Linked DNA regions of Sus scrofa: region 2 is linked to region 1. A link is a contact called in public HiChIP or PLAC-seq data. All regions are on one chromosome and are shown on one strand. Each heading gives the region's core, a stretch centred on a gene start, on an enhancer-like site or on the middle of the called end of the contact. The rest is flanking DNA. Distances are from core to core; before and after follow the strand shown. Region 1 holds the start of SIPA1L3 (signal-induced proliferation-associated 1-like protein 3). Region 2 holds the start of SPINT2 (kunitz-type protease inhibitor 2).

The links. HiChIP or PLAC-seq counts read pairs in DNA pulled down with a chosen protein or histone mark.
Region 2: an H3K27ac HiChIP or PLAC-seq map of alveolar macrophages shows a contact between it and region 1. The contact joins the promoter of SPINT2 here to the promoter of SIPA1L3 in region 1. A contact is called at or near these places in 1 of 5 promoter capture datasets (fetal skeletal muscle) and 1 of 2 datasets of contacts at active chromatin or transcription factors (alveolar macrophages).

What each region holds. Positions count from the first base shown.
Region 1 is chr6:46,946,743-46,949,512 of Sscrofa11.1, forward strand. It overlaps SIPA1L3 (signal-induced proliferation-associated 1-like protein 3), which reads left to right and starts at 1,336. Exons shown (of 25, transcript XM_021094330.1): 1 at 1,336-2,770.
Region 2 is chr6:47,180,389-47,183,158 of Sscrofa11.1, forward strand. It overlaps SPINT2 (kunitz-type protease inhibitor 2), which reads left to right and starts at 1,384. Exons shown (of 7, transcript XM_003127108.5): 1 at 1,384-1,972. The coding sequence starts at 1,867.

The DNA.
Region 1 (2,770 bases), core at 86-2,585:
GTCTATTAAAGCTTAAATATTGATTTGAAATCTTTTCTAATATGGGCACTTAAAGGTATAAATTTCCTTCTAAATGTTACTTAAACTACATTCCATAAATGTTGAAGTTTTGTGGTTTTGTTTCAGTTTCAAATATTTTCTAATTTCCCTTGTGATTTCTTCTTTGACATGTGAGTTATTTAAAAGTGTCTTATTTAATCCAAATATCTGGAGGTTTACCAAATTTCTTTCTGTTGTTGATAATCAGTTTAATTCCATTGTGATGGAGTAACATTCTTGTGTCATTTCAATCCTTTAAAAAAAATTTTTTTTTTTTTTTAAAGGGCTGCACTTGTGGCATATGGAGGCTCCCAGGCTAGGGACTGAATTGGAGCTGTAGCTACCAACCTATACCACAGCCAACAGCAATGCAGGATCTGAATCGTGTCTGCAACCTACACCAGAGCTTATGGCAACACCAATCCTTAACCCATTAAGCAAGGCTGGGGCTCGAACCTGCATCCTCATGGATGCTGGTCAGATTCGTTAACTACTGAGCCATGACGGGAACTCCTAAAAAATTATTTTACTTAAAAAAAAAATTGAAGTCTCTGGAGTTCCCGTCATGGCTCAGTGGTTAACGAATCTGACTGGGAACCATGAGGTTGTGGGTTCGATCCCTGGCCTTGCTCAGTGGGTTAAGGATCCGGCATTGCCATGAGCTGTGGTGTAGGCCAGTGGCTTCAGCTCCAATTTGACCCCTAGCCTGGGAACCTCCATATGCCGCGGGAGCAGCCTAAGAAATCGCAAAAAGACAAAAAAAAAAAAAAAAAGAAAATTAAGTCTCACAAGAAAATGCAAAAACATCGCAGGTAGGACAAATGGATCTCTACATGCAGAAGAATGACATTAGAGCCTTATCTTACAACATATACAAAATGATCTCAAAATAGATCATAGACCTAAATGTAAGAGCTAAAACTATAAGACATTTGGAAGAAAAGATAGGAGTATGCCTTCATCCTTGGGATAGGTGATGGTTTCTTAGATATGACACCAAAACTACAAGCAACAAAAGAAAAAAAAATAGATACGTTGGACTTCATCAAAATAAAATTTTTGTGTATGATTCAAAGGATACCTTTAAGAATGTAAAAATGCAAACCATAGAATGGGAGAAGATATTTGCAAATCGTATGTGTCATAAGGGATTTGTGTCCAGAATTTACAAAGAACTCTTACAACTTGACAATATAAAAGCAAATAATCCAATTTAAAAATGGGCAAAGGATTTGAATGGCTATTTCTCCCATAAAGATATATAAATGGCCTATAAGTACATGAAAAGATGCTCAAGGAGGTTCCCTTGTGGTGCAGTGGGTTAAGGATCTAGCGTTGTCACTGCAGTGGCCCAAGTTGCTCCTGTGGCATGGGTTCTATCCCTGGCCTGAGAAATTTCACAGCCAAAAAAAAGATGCTAAATACCATTAGTCATTAGGATAATTCTAATCAAACCACAGTGATATTCCACTTCACTACAACGGCTGTAACGAAAAAGATGGACAATAATAAATGTTACCAAAGATGGTAGAAACTGTAACCCTCATATATGGCTGATGGGATTGTAAACTGGTGTAGCCACTTTGGAAAACAGTTTGGCAGTTCCTCAAAAAGTTACACCAAGTTCCCTTATGACTCAGCAATTCCACTCTTAGGTATATCCCCAAGAGAAGTATAAATGTACAGCCACATAATAGCTTATACACAGATGTTCATAGCAGCATTATTCGTAATAGCCAAAAAGTAGAAATAACCCAGATGTCCACTCACTGGTGATAGCATAAACAAAATGTGGCATATATACACAATAGCATGTTATTCTTCCACAGAAATGAACGGAGTACTGATGTATACTGCAACGTGGATGAACCTTGAAAACATTATGGCAGAGGAAGGAAATCATACTCGAAGGACCATGTATTGTATGATTCCTTTATATGAAATGTTCAGAGTGAGCAAATCTATAGACAGAAAGTGAATTAGTGTTTTTTTAGGCTGGGAATGTTGAGAGGGGAGAATGATAAGTGATTGCTTTTATCAGTTTATTTTTGAGATGATGAAAACTTTCTAAGTTTAGGTTATGTTGATGGTTACACAACTCTGATTATACTAGAAACCATTGAATTGTTCACTTTGTAAGAATGAATTTCATTCATTCATATTTGATATAATTATTGGTATGTTTGAATCAATGTTTGTCTTTTTCTGTTTGTTTTCTGTATGTCTCATGTCTGTCTTTTTCCCTTTACTGCTTTCTTTCTGATAAGCACATACTTCCTAGAGTTTTATTTTAATTCCTTTGGGGTTTTAAAAACTTTTTCATGTTATTTCCTTAGTAGGTCTCTAGGGATTAGAGTGTGCATCTTAATTTATCACAGTCTACTTTAGTAATACTAAAACTTAGTTCCAGTTAAATATAGAAACTTTGCTCTAATATCAGACTACTTCTTCTTCCCTCTTTTATGTTGTTATTGTCATGTATATTTTTATGTTACAATCCCCAGAGTACAGTTTTATTATTTTTTAATGAAATCTTGCATTTTTAAAATCAGTGAAGAGAAGAAAAAATATTTATGTAATCATTTATATTTGCTACCTATTTACCTTTTCTGTATTCTTTATATCTTTTTGTCAGTTGGACTTACCATTAGGTGTCTTTTCCTTTCACCCTAAAGGACTTCCAGTAGTATTTCTTGCAAATCAAATCTGGTGGCAGTGGAGTTTCTGTTGT
Region 2 (2,770 bases), core at 134-2,633, 230 kb after region 1:
GCAGCTACAGCTCTGATTCGCCCCCTAGCCTGGGAACTTGCATAAGTCTCAGGAACCTCCCTAAAAAGAAACATTTTAATTGCTTAAGGTAAACACACCATTTTGATAACCCAGTTAAAGTTCTTCACATATTATTACATCTAGAGGGAGGCCGAGGAGTGGGTGTGGCCCTGGGTCCTGCAGCACCACCCTGATGTCTTCCTTGCTTCAGGACTTTTGCATTTGCTGTTTGCTTGAAATGTTTATCCATTAGCTCTTCTTATCCTCCAAGGTTCATTATCAAAACCACCTCCTCCACCACCCAGTCCTCCGTTATTTTCCATCCCAGCCTTCAATTCATTTTCTTCATAGCACTGTAAAGTGTTTTCTTCTTTTTTTTTTTTTTTTTTTTTTGGTTTTTAGGGCTGCACCTGCAGCATATGGAAGTTCCCTGGCTAAGGGTTGAATCGGAGCTACAGCTGCCAACCCACGCCACAGCCACAGCAACTCCGGATCCGATGATCCTTGTCTGAGACCTACACCACAGCTCATGGCAGTGCTGGAACGCCCCCCCACCCCAGCAAGGCCAGGGATCAAACCTGCATCCTCATGGACTCTAGTTGGATTCATTTCCCCTGCACTACAATGCAAATTCCCATAAAGTGTTTTCCAAAATACATTTATTTTAATTATCCTGTTGACTGAGCTCTACTCCTATGCCTGTCCTATCCATCCTCCTTTTAAGATTCAGCTCGCACATCCCTCTACAGGAAGTCCTTCCTGGCCCCCAAGGTGGTCAGCTGCCTCTGCCTGTGCTTTCCCAATTCAGCCCTGACACCAATCCCTATCTAGTGTAGAGTTGGTCTCAGGACTGGGAACCCGGGAGGCAAGAGTGTGAGGCTTGTGTTCATTCACGGCTCTTTCATCTTCTCTGGGAGGTCCTCCCTGCCCAGCTCTCAGAATAAATAGGGAACTTGTCTGGGCTCCCAGGTCTTCCACCACCCAGTCCCTTAGCACTCAGCTTGTGTCCCCTGTCTCATCCATATCCACTCTGCCCTATGCTTCTATCATCACTACGCTGGGATGTTCCTGTCCTGGTGATGCAGGAATCTGGTTTGGTCACAGCTGGGTTTCTAGCAACACACTGAGTAGGTGCTCAGGGAACATAGGAATTAGGAATAAATCCCTTGCAACAGAAGGCTGAAGCGAGGTGGGCAAAAATCACACGTGTCCAATAAGGCACGTCCGCGCCCTTTCCTCTCACCCGGAGGCCTAGCCCAAGAGCGAAGGTGCTCGGACGTGGTCAACAAGCCCACACGCTAGGGCGGCGGAAGACCTAGGCAGGAGTGCGCCTGCCCCGGTTAGGCCCCACCCTGGGCGGAGCCAACGCAAAAACCACGCCCCTTTCCAGAGACAGGGGTGGGTCCAGGTGCGCCCAAGGAGGAGGACGGCTGCTCAGGTGCATCCTCCCTGCGCCTGCGCTCTACGCGCCCCGCCTCGCCAGGTGCGCCCCGCCCCCTCCCTGACCCTCCACCTTCCGTAGCTGCTTCGAGGCGGCCGCCATTGCCTCCAGCGCCCACCGAGCGTTTGGGGGTGTGGTGGGGTCTTGAAGTGGGGGGTAAGGTCGGGGGCGAGCGAGGAGCGGACTGAAGCATCGTGGGCACCGGAGGCAGTGTCCGCACACCGAAGGCCCGAGAAAGGGGCTTCCTAGAAACTTCCTGGGTGGCGAGGGCCAGCGCAGCACCCCGCGGACCTTCTGCGAGCTGCCGCAGCTGGACGCGAGGCGCTCCCGTGCGCGTGCGCGGCAAGGGTCTTCCCGCACCTGACCGCGAGACCCCAACGGCCGGCGGTTCGAGGCCTCCCCTGGGCAGCCGGGTGGAGCCCGTCATGGCGCAGCTGTGCGGGCCGAGCTGGTGCGGGGCGCTCCTCGCTCTGCTGGCACTGCTGCTCCTCGGCGGGGCCAAGGAGGCCAACGGAGATCGTGGCGTCCACGGTGAGGTCCCGGGCGGGGTCTCCCTGGAGGGATGGAGGGCTGAGGGGCTGCAGGCGGGGCGTTAGGGGCAAGGTCGAGGGGGTAAGTCGGGTCCGAGGAGGCCCTGAGCGGGGAGAACTGGTGGAGAAGAAAGTTGGGGGCGATTTGGTGAAGCTCAGGGGGCGCCCTGGAGCCAGCCCTGGGAGGCCGAGCCTGGAGAAGAAAGTTTGGGAACCCTTGCGAGTGAGGAGCGCGGAGGAACCCGGGCTGGGAAAAGTTTCCTGTGGGTGAGGGAGGCGACGAGGGCTGTTGACCAAGGAGTGGCATCGGCCCTTCCTGTGGCAGGAAGCGGGTGAGGGGCCGAACCGAAGACCGGCCTCTTCCTGGAGGCGGAAAGTGGCAGGGCCCCAGAAAGCCCGGGGAGGCCCGTCTCCGAGGGCTGGCTCGGACAGGTGACCAGGTGGCTGTTTTTAGCCTCAGGAAAGAAGACCTCACCCTCTCCTCTTTAGATCATGGACAGCGGCCTCCTGAGACACCTTTCTGGTTCAGCTGCAGCAGAGCGCCTCCCAGAAGAACGGTGTTTCTCAGTGAGAGCCAAAGGAAGGAGAAGAAAAGCACCAGTGTGGGGGAGAGAACTTCGTCAGGGTGCAAGGGTGGGAGCCCCTTGGTGTACGAAGAATATGGGCATTAAGAAGGGGGCTTGGATGGGAGTTCCCGTCGTGGCTCAGTGGCTAATGCATCTGACTAGGAACCATGAGGTTTCGGCTTCAATCCCTGGCCTTGCCCACTGGGTTGGGGTGTTGCGGTGGGCTGTGTGTG